Linked DNA regions of Rattus norvegicus: region 1 is linked to region 2. Evidence: chromatin contacts called from public Hi-C data. All regions are on one chromosome and are shown on one strand. The core of a region is the stretch at or near the end of the contact, and the rest is flanking DNA. Distances in the headings are between cores, read along the strand shown. Region 1 holds the start of Scg2 (secretogranin II). Region 2 has its middle 64 kb from the start of Acsl3.

Evidence for each region. Hi-C and Micro-C count contacts between places; a contact is called where the count stands out from the background.
Region 1: a contact with region 2 is called in a Hi-C map of Schwann cells, with 19 times the contacts expected there. The contact joins the promoter of Scg2 here to the enhancer-like site in region 2. A contact is called at or near these places in 6 of 12 Hi-C or Micro-C datasets (the A7r5 cell line, Schwann cells, frontal cortex and 3 more).

What each region holds. Positions count from the first base shown.
Region 1 is chr9:88,254,495-88,259,243 of GRCr8, forward strand. Scg2 (secretogranin II) reads right to left here and starts at 2,372. Exons shown (of 2, transcript NM_022669.2): 1 at 2,357-2,372.
Region 2 is chr9:87,624,546-87,629,970 of GRCr8, forward strand. No RefSeq gene overlaps it. Among named protein-coding and RNA genes, the nearest start is that of Acsl3, 64 kb to the left of the region's middle. Within about 2 kb of position 3,701, at least 7 of the 93 cell types and tissues checked have an H3K27ac peak or open chromatin away from gene starts, as enhancers often do. A contact at or near this core is called in Schwann cells, where this site is marked.

The DNA of each region.
Region 1 (4,749 bases), core at 1,122-3,621, 630 kb after region 2:
TTTGTGGAAACCTGGAAAATTAATAACCTACACTTTTAAATTTTTCTATGTGCCAATCTTCAAGTAATTGTATTATGGCTGACTTGCAAATGCAATTATGGTTATATTTTTCATCCTTCCTCTAGTGTAGAGTAAACAAACAGATGCTACAGAGAGAACATAAGTTTACTTAACTAGTCTATTTCTAAGCTTTTGAGTGTTCAGATTCAGTTTGTCTCATGTCTCTGTCTATTTTTATAGGGACCTGTGAAATCTTAAGTGACTCACACACACTGTTAGAAAATCTGAAAATAACCACTATGTAACTCCCAATTTAGATAAACATAGACGATTTGTTGAATTCTTCCTACTTAAAAAAAAGGAAGAAAGAAAAGAAAAAACCTTCATTCATTTTTTTCTTCAATATTTTTAAAATCTCACAGATGGATTAGTAAGAGGAATCACTTGTATGTTTCCTGCTGGGCGTTGCTGAAAACTGGAGAAGCTATTTAAGTCCTTGCAAATTCTTCTGTAACCAAATGCACATAAATGTATACGTTTATTCATGCCTTCAATGCAACATGGTTTGGTGACAAATAAGGAAAGTTATGTGAAAATAATTTCCTGTTAGATTAAATGTCAACATTTTGCTTAACAGATCTTGCTGATAATGTTATGATTTTTTTCGAACTGTCAATAGGTTGCAGGCATAGAAACTTCCTTTGCATGCATACATATATAGGCTGATCAAAATGATCACCAAGTGGGTTATTTAAGCATACACAGAATGTTTTCAAGATAAACAAATGCTTACTTCAAGAAACTGTATTCATAAACTTGCGAGTGATATAATTAAGTTTCAATAAAGGTTATATATATACATCAACATATGTATATGTATATATAATATATATAATATTTCATATTATTTCAGGATTGATTTAGCTCTGGCAATCAGGTTTCACCACTGTCAGGTTACATGTTATCTTGAAAACCATATTAAGTGTATTTGCTTTAAGATCATTATCTTGACATATTCTTAACACATCTTAACATGCGGATTACATGATTATCTGTGAAGCCACTACTTTGGAGGGAGTTTTTTTGGGGTTTTTTTTTGTTTTGTTTTTGTTTTTTTGTTTTTTTGGGGTTTTTTTTTTGTTTTTTTGTTTTTTTTTTTTTTGTTTTTTTTTTTTGTTTTTTTTTTTTTTTTTTTTGTAGAATTAAGAAAGACTGCTCATTGCAGTTTGAATCACAGCCTGGCAGGCATGGCCATCTCGTCATTGACTCTGGTTTACTTCAGATGACACCGTTCTTGCTTCTAACACTCAAAGGACTTCACTTCCCCCAGGAGCTTCCCTTGCAAGCAGTGGACATGGCTTTAATAGTTCTAACATTTTACACCGTGTTTGACTGAAATTTAATTTTCTGAAGTCCAAATGGCAGGAACACTGTGTCTCCTCAGACAGCTATTACCAATGCCCCTTACAGTAAAAACGCCTTTCCTATGAAATCAGATGAAATATTGACGCTGAACCATCAACACACAACCTACCTAGTTAGGATAAACAGAAACAAATTTGTTTCAATCAACCTCTTCAGCAAGTAACACATCAGCTTTTCCAACCAACGCACAAAAATTACAACCACAGTCTATATGCATCTACATGTTTTCTTCCCTGGATTCAAAGTTATCATTTCTCTGTCATTCACAGTAACATAAACCTTTCCCACAAAGAAATAGTTCACCTTTGAAAAGGAAAAAAATCAATGTTCAAAATTATTCTAAGCTGCTTTCTCAAGACTAAACTCAGCACATAATAACATAAGCCTTTCTAGAATATACCAGTTCGTAAAATAATTAATAATTAATTCAGAGTTCCCATAAGGTGAATATCAAAGAAAAAAACAAATCTAAATTTTTGCCTCTGTGACTCACATGATTAATGGCATTTGAATCCTTGTAAACTGACTGTTAGGATTATTAAGCACATAAATTATATTTTTGGCTCTATATCTGACTCATGAGAGAGAAAAATCAACACGGTAGGAAAAGAATCAAAACATAAGGTTCGGTTAACTTTACATTAATCGGCACGTTGACATTAAAATCCTCAACTTTGCAACTATGCAAGGAGAGGTCCTTGCATACAGTTTTGCTCAATAACATTATAGTTAATGTCTCTGACAAGACCTGTAAATGACAACATCCCTCATGTATGCACACATTTAGAGTATCCTTGCCTGAAAAGCAGCAGGTTGTCCGGTTAGTCTATCAATATAAGCTTGCCAACGATCTTTTTCCTCTCATCTGGGAAAACAGGAAGAGATACGCAATTAAGAACTTTCTAGTAAATAGAAGAGAAAGCAGTCTTACCTCTGTCTTATATTGTGTGGAAGGCTCCAAGCATGCTCCTCTCTGCCGCCGAGTGAGGGCTCGGGCCGTTTCAGCACCGGACAGCTCCTCGGCTTATAGCGAGCCTGGGCGCCTGACTCCGCATTCCTCGCTGACGTCACCGGCTCAGCCTCAAACCCCAGCGCAGGCGAGCTTTTTCAAAGAATCCGAGAGAAAACAATCACTTTAGATATTTTTTTTAAAGCATTGCATGCTTACGCCACCTGTCTTATGTAGCAAAAACTACAGCTTACTTTTTTTTCCCCCTTCTTTTATCAGAATCTCCGAGGCTCAAAATAAAATATCCAGCACAAATTCCCTTAGAAAGAAAGAAATCTGTCAGACATGACTAATTGCAAGGACATCTCGCCTGCGTTTTCACGCCTTGTTTAGAAGGGTTTCTTGCGATTGCTGCCATGTCATTGTTATAAGAGTTTTACAGATAATGACTATCTTTCTATTTGTTCCCATAAAGAAATGCGTCCTCATTTCCTGGTGCAGCCACAATGAACAGAATATTTGCAAATATAAAAGATTGTATTTCATGTCATGACTCCAGGAAGAACTGATTTAAAACTCTGGTTTGTTTGAACAAAAAAGGTGAGATGCTTATTTTTCATATGAGAATCGAGCGGAATACTTCCAGCACAGTGCTCAAAATGAGTGCTCACAAGACGTTCAAGTTGTTGATACCTACATATGAGTCCGTTCAAATCTTCAGTACTATCTGATGTTGCAAGGGATGGCTAAGAAACTGTGTGCTCCAAAAACCACACTGCCTACTAGGAAGGCAGAGAGAGAGAGAGAGAGAGAGAGAGAGAGAGAGAGAGAGAGAGAGAGAAATTGATTTTCATATGCCTAGACCTTCTTGCCATCAAGACAACATAGTACGTCACAAATACTTTTAGGTTCTGGTTGAGTAAGTTGGGGCAAATAACTTTAATAAATGAGACCCACTCGGGACAACGTAGGAGTTAATTCACTGCTTCATGGTTTTATAATTCATAACTGTGGCTGGGCTTTGCCATGGAACCTGATTAGGTACTTTAATAATTTATAGAGATCTAAATTTTTAACTTTATTTTATTAAAGATGTGAGTCCTCTAACCCTGTATATATTGAAGTATATTTTTGAAAACGTGAAAGAAATCTTGTTGGGTGAGGTCCTCTAAAAGTCCCTTCTCACTTAACAATCCCATTCCAATCTTATCTACCCATGAACAGAGTTCTAATGCTTATGAGGTACCAGATATTTTTTGAACTACTGGAGACAGGAAAATGAATATAGCTTTCTGGCTTTAAGAAGGCTTTGGTCAATGGGAATGAAAGATAAATTATTTTAATATACATTGGAAAGTGCTAAAGAGGAGGCCATTCGGAAAGCTTTGAAAGGTTTGTGGCTTACTAGTTGACTGTTTAGTAATTGAGCGTGATGAGGTAAGACTTCCAGCTAATAGGCCTAAGCCAATCTCTTATTAGGTTTGTAAGACTTCCTACTACAAAACACTGTTGAACTGTTCAAAACTGATGACTATGAAATCAATACTAAGCTAGTTAAAAAAACTTATGAAGTTAAAAATCTCACAGAAGGTAGTCCTCACTGACCTCTCTTTGCTCTGGGAAATTTTCCTCAGTGATGAGAGACCATCACACCTGGATTCACAGGGAACTCACTGGTACATTCTGGGGCTGCGTATCCAATGTACTGGTGTGTAGTGATGCTTCACCGTGAGCTTGTAGAGCATGGTCAAGTGCTAGGTTGAAAAGACTTGTGTACACATGGTTTGTTATCAAGGCAACATTTTAGTAGCATGAGGTCATTTGCTTGGATTTTAGCTTTGTACACAGATCACATTCTCGAAGTCTTAACAAAGATGGTCCGGGTTTCACTTAACTTTTAAAATTTATTTCTTTGTTTATGACTTACTTATTCACTTTACGTCCCACTGGTTTCACTTAATTTTCTGTCTAGCAGTTCTATATGATCAGTTGAATTTACCAGTATCGACACAGCCTTAGAAATTCCACATGGTTAATTATTCTTAAACGGTGAGTCGATTCAGAATAGGTCTGAAGCGCTGTCCGGAAGATCACTCTTGTCCAAGTTAATTCACTCAAACACTACTGAACTTATTGGACAAAGACCAAAATCCATGGTGTTTTAAAAGTCCTACAAACAGCCTCTTACCTCCAAATGTCTTTAATAATAAAAAAGAACAGGTTCAGTGGAGATGGCTCAGTTAAACACTTGCTACCCAAGCTTGAGGACCTGAGTTTGATCAGTTGCATTCAGCCAGGTGCAAGGCATATTACTTCTTCCCCCAGCGCTGGAAAGGCAGAGACAAACAAATTCCTGTGACTTGCTGGACAGTCGG
Region 2 (5,425 bases), core at 2,451-4,950:
TGCCTCACAGACCTGACCATCATCCAATCTGATGGAGACAATTGAAGTTTCCTTTTCCCAAGTGTGTCAACTTGACATCAAATCATGACTGTGTAGTAACTTTCCACCTGTTTCTGTCTTTCCTTCTCTCTCTCTCTCTCTCTCTCTCTCTCTCTCTCTCTCTCTCTCTCTCTGCCTACATATTTATCTATAAACTCTCTATCCATTCTCTCTTCTCTTTTGTCTGTCATCTTCTGTTTTGCTGCTATTCTCTACTTTCTCAGCTTCCTCGATGGAGCAATACAACTGTGAGCAGTGACTTAAGGATGAAACGTCTTTCATCTTATAGGCCCATCTTATCAATTAATAACTATTAGGCTTGTAGTTTCCGACAAAGTCCATCATAGTGCAGATGTCAAGGTAGCAGGAGATTGAAGCAGCTGGTTGCATTATGTGCTCAGTCAAAGAAACTGAGCTATGAGGAGTCATGATCATTTGACCCTCTATTCTATAGTCAGGGTTGCCAGCCTAGGGAATGGTGCCACCCATGGTAAAGACGGTCCATCCAATATCAATGAACACAAGACAATCCCCCACAGGGATGCCTATAGATGAGTTTAGACACTATCAAGTTGATAATTAGCACCAACCTTCTTACCAGTTTATCTGTTTGATTTATGGGTTTGCTTCTTCTTGTGGTAACATTGCCTTTTTTCTTTCTTCTCTCTCTCTCTCTCTCTCTCTCTCTCTCTCTCTCTTCCTTCTCTTCCTTCCTTCCTTCCTTCCTTCCTTCCCTTTCTCTCTCTCTCTCTCTCTCTCTCTCTCTCTCTCTCTCTCTCTCTCTCTCTCTTTCTTTTCAAGACAGGGTTTCTCTGTGTAGCCCTGGCTGTTCTGGAACTTGCTTTGTGTAGACCAGGCTAGTCTCATAGTCAGAGATCCACCTCCTGCCTCTGCCTCCTGAGTGCTGGGATTAAAAGCACACACCACCATTGCCCAGATTACCCACCACACATGACACATTTTGTCTATTCAGTCCCTTGGTGATGGGTTGGGGCGTCTGCACCTTCATCAGTGCAGACTTCTGCTTGGGTTCCTGCCTTCACTTTGAGGCGAGCATCCGGAAGCAGGATCCAGGGTCACATGGGAACTCTGTCGAGCTTTTTGAGGAGTTGCCAAACTGCTTGTCACAGCTCACCATACCACTTCACAGGGCGGGACATGGCACCCAGAGAGGCTGAGCCCAAGGTCACATAGCTGGCTGCTGAAGAGAGCTACTTATGTGCCTGTCATGGGTCTGGGTTGTGCTTCCCCTAGTTGTCCATTACTGTAGATTTTCCTCCTTGCCCTTCTGATGATGATTCAAACATTCCAGCTTGAAGTTGAAATCTCAAGATGGCTCGATTTCATTTCTTCTGTAGATATTGCAAAAGCAAGCAGTTTCCAAAATCTTGACCGACACGATTCCTTCCCATAAGTCAGAAATGGGGTCGTTTAAAATGGTTTCTCTCATGACAACGAGTTACACCATTCAGTCTTCAGCCTTTTCCCAGAAGCTTTTGGTGGCTGTTGTCAAGACAGGCTGAGCTGAGGCGAATCAGCTACTTCCTGGCCCCCTTTCCCTCCGTATTCTGTGCTGTCACACACAGCTAGCTAGGCAGAGGTTGAATTTGGACCCCCCCATCCCCCATCCCTTCCGCCTGTGTCACAGACCTGACCCTTCCAGTCCATCTGCCTCAACAACTTGCCTTCCAGCTGGCCAGTAGCCTTTCACCTCTGCCCTCTAAACAAGTCAGCTGTTGGTCAGAATAGCCAGAATGAGTGAGCCACCAACTCTCTCCTAAGAGTGTTTATACCTAGCACCTGGCTTCTGACACTGGAATGAGAGACATATGGTAGGACGCCCCCAAACTGGCGCATCCCATATCCTGGAGTCACACCTCTTCCTCGCAGGGCTTCTGGATTTTGGGGGAATGGGAGAATGGAGTCCTGCTTTGTTGGGCCAGGAGGAAATTCGTTTTTTATGAGAAAAATCACCAACTTAAAACACTTCTAGCCAAGGGACGTCTGGAAACCGAGGCCTGGCGAGGGGATGAGGTGGGGTGCTTTGGGAGATAGGGAAGGGACCTCAATGAGCAGGCATTTCTCAAGCGCATGCGTAGAAACAGGAAGTTGGCCCCCTCGTAGTTGTAGTTTCATAGTTGTCCACTAGATGGCGGAGGAACTCCGCTCACGGCCTCTCAATGCTGCACAGCCTCCAGTCTGGAAGAAGCTGGATTGGTTTGATGAAACCCTTACAGACTTCACAAAATAGCTGACATTTAAAGCAATCTGCATGAATATGCAAAGAAAAGTCGAGGTCCTAATAAACTAAATGAAATTTGTAAGAAAGCCTCAAGGACTCTTTGTGCACTGTTAAGAGATCAGTGTCAGACTGGACGTTTTCTATGGCTGGCCCTAAGCTGTGTGCGTGGTAATAGTCATAAAAACATCCCGTCTTTGGGGCTGGGGATTTAGCTCAGTGGTAGAGCGCTTACCTAGGAAGCACAAGGCCCTGGGTTTGGTCCCCAGCTCCGAAAAAAAGAACCAAAAAAAAAAAAAAAAAAATCCCGTCTTTGAAGAGCTTGCATCCATCCCACTGGGACTCTGACAACAGCTTAGATAAGGGAAATAACCTGTGTGTCAGATGACAACAAATACCATGGGGGACATCAGGTGGGAGTGGAGGGATGTCCCTTTCAATCCGTGCTCAGAAGATCTCCTGGGAAAGATGACATTTCATTAAGGTTTGATGAACAAGCCCTGAATAACCTTAGGGGAGAGACTTCCTGGCCGAGGGTACCGTGATGGAGCATCCCTGAGAAGGGACCAAGGAGGCCAGGCTGGATGCTGGGCAGAGTGGGCCAGGATATGAGTCAGAGAGAGGCTGGGGTGAAAAGGAGGGTTTTAAAAATGATTTTCTGTGCATATATTAATTGTATATTATGATGGGTTTCATCGTGCCATTCTTTACATGTTACATAATATTTTTTGTTCATATTTACTCTGTTACCCTTGTCTGTCCCCTCCAACTCCCCACAATAATATTCATCGTCTTAATTACTTCCTGCTTTTCCTTTCACACTTATTTTGACTTGATTTCAGGTTATTTGCAAATATTTATTATGGTGGCTGGTTCACTGAAGATCACGTTTCTTGAGAGAAGCAGGACTTTAAAGCAGAGGGGCCAAAATAAACCGTGTAGGAGAGAGGGTTGTGGCCAGCATCCTACCCAAACAGCACCCAACCATGTTAACACCCTCCCAAAGCAGCACCCAGCCAGACCAGCACCCAGCAAGGCCAGCACCCAGCCAGGCCAGCACCCAGCCAGGCCAGCATCCACCCAGGCCAGCACTCACACAGGTCAGCACCCACCCAGGCCAGCACTCACCCAGGCCAGCACCCACCCAGGCCAGCACTCACCCAGGCCTGCACCCAGCCAAAACCAGCACTTATCCAGGCCATCACCCACCCAGGCCATCACCCACCCAGGTCAGCACCTAACCAAAGCCAGCACTCACCCAGGCCAGTACCCAGCTAGGCCAGCACCCAGCTAAGCCAGCACCCACCCAGGCCAGCATCCACCCATGCCAGAACTGAGCCAGGCTTTCTTAGCCTTTTTCCAGCCCATGCTTGGGACTGTTTGCTGTCCAGGGGACAGCTTCCTGCCTATCTCCCTTGCATCCACTAGGTGCCAGTGGCACCGTTGAGCTGGTCTTTGGGAAATAGTGAGAGAGGGGTGCACGGGATAATTAGCTAGGGGAACAAGCTGGTATTTGACAGATGTCTCTGTGTGGACACTAATGTCCCTTTTTGGAGTCACGGAAACCCTTTTATCATTTCCCTAGGACCTTGGCCTAGGTGCAGATTCCGTGATATTTGCCTTACAGCAGATAGAGGGCTGGAGTCAGAGGCTAAGCAATGTTTTATTTTATTTTTTAAGGGAGGGTTAAGCACGACAATACATGTTATACAGCTTAAATAAGAAAAAAAGCAAGATTAGAAAAGAAAAACTGCTCCCTTGCCCCCTCACCTCTCCCACCTACTGGCTCCTGGCATCTTCCCAAAATGAGAAATGAGAAACTTGTATTTCTCCTCGTTTCCAGATGAGAGACCAGGTTATTTTTCTACCACTGGAATATAAAATTACTTTATTGCCTCCGTTAAATTTGATTAAAAAACATCTCCGATTCTCTTATGTGCATGCTCACACACACACACATACACACACACACATATACACACACATGCACACACACGCACACACATGCGCACACACATATACACGCACAGACACACACTCACACATGCACACACACGCACACATATACACACACATGCACACACACGCACACACATGCGCACACACATATACACGCACAGACACACACTCACACATGCACACACACGCACACATACATACACACGCACGCATGCACACACACACACACACACACACACACACACACACACCACTCACTCGATTGAGCTTTGTTTTGAACGACTACTCCACAGACCCAGTCATGTTCCACTGTGGTGTTTATTTTCAGTGATTCTTTCCCTGGATACTTCCCAATCATTTCCAGAGGACAAACTCACACTGTGTGTATAAGGATCTCAACAAAACAACAACAACAACAAACTTCATGGCTGGAAGGGATCTGAAGGATTCATCTTTGGGAGGGAAGAGTTCGAAGGCTGTCTGAAAAACTGATAAAACTTTTCTCCCTGTGAGTCAGGGGGACAGGGAGACCTTTGGGTAAGCAGAAGGGTCTAGCTACTCACCTTTCTTTCTCCGCTTGGCTCCTGCCACATCACTTCCTGGTAGGTGCTATAAGGAGAGCAGCAAACCACGAATAGCGCTTCAGATGGAGAACCTTTGACTCTGAGTACGGGTATGGCTTGTTCCCAGGGTCTCCGAAGCTGCTTGTCCGTCACCATCATTGGAGATGCTTATGCAGTGAGATGACCCCCTCCCCCGGCCCTCAGCTTCCGGGTCAGTCCATGGCTGATAAGCACGAGACACATATCACTGGAGAGATTTCCCCCATGATTCTGACTAGCCCTGGATAGCATATTGACAGTCAGAAATGACTTCATGCTTTAATAGAGATGGAGAAGTTTCCAAACTAAGACAAGGAAGAAGTCTGCCGACTTTTGAACAGGATGTCTCCATTTGTATTTTCAGACAGGGCCTTCCTCTACAGCTGCCCTCAAACTTACTGCAGTTCTGCTTTGGGCTCCTGAGGGCAGGGATTGCTGATGTGACCCACTGCTCTGTGATGTATGTATTTGGTGTGTGTGTTCTTGTTCATGTGTGTATACATGTCTGTGGATGTGCTTGCATGTGTGTGTGTGTGTGTGTGTGTGTGTGTGTGTGTGTCTGTGTGTGTACATGTGGAGGCTAGAG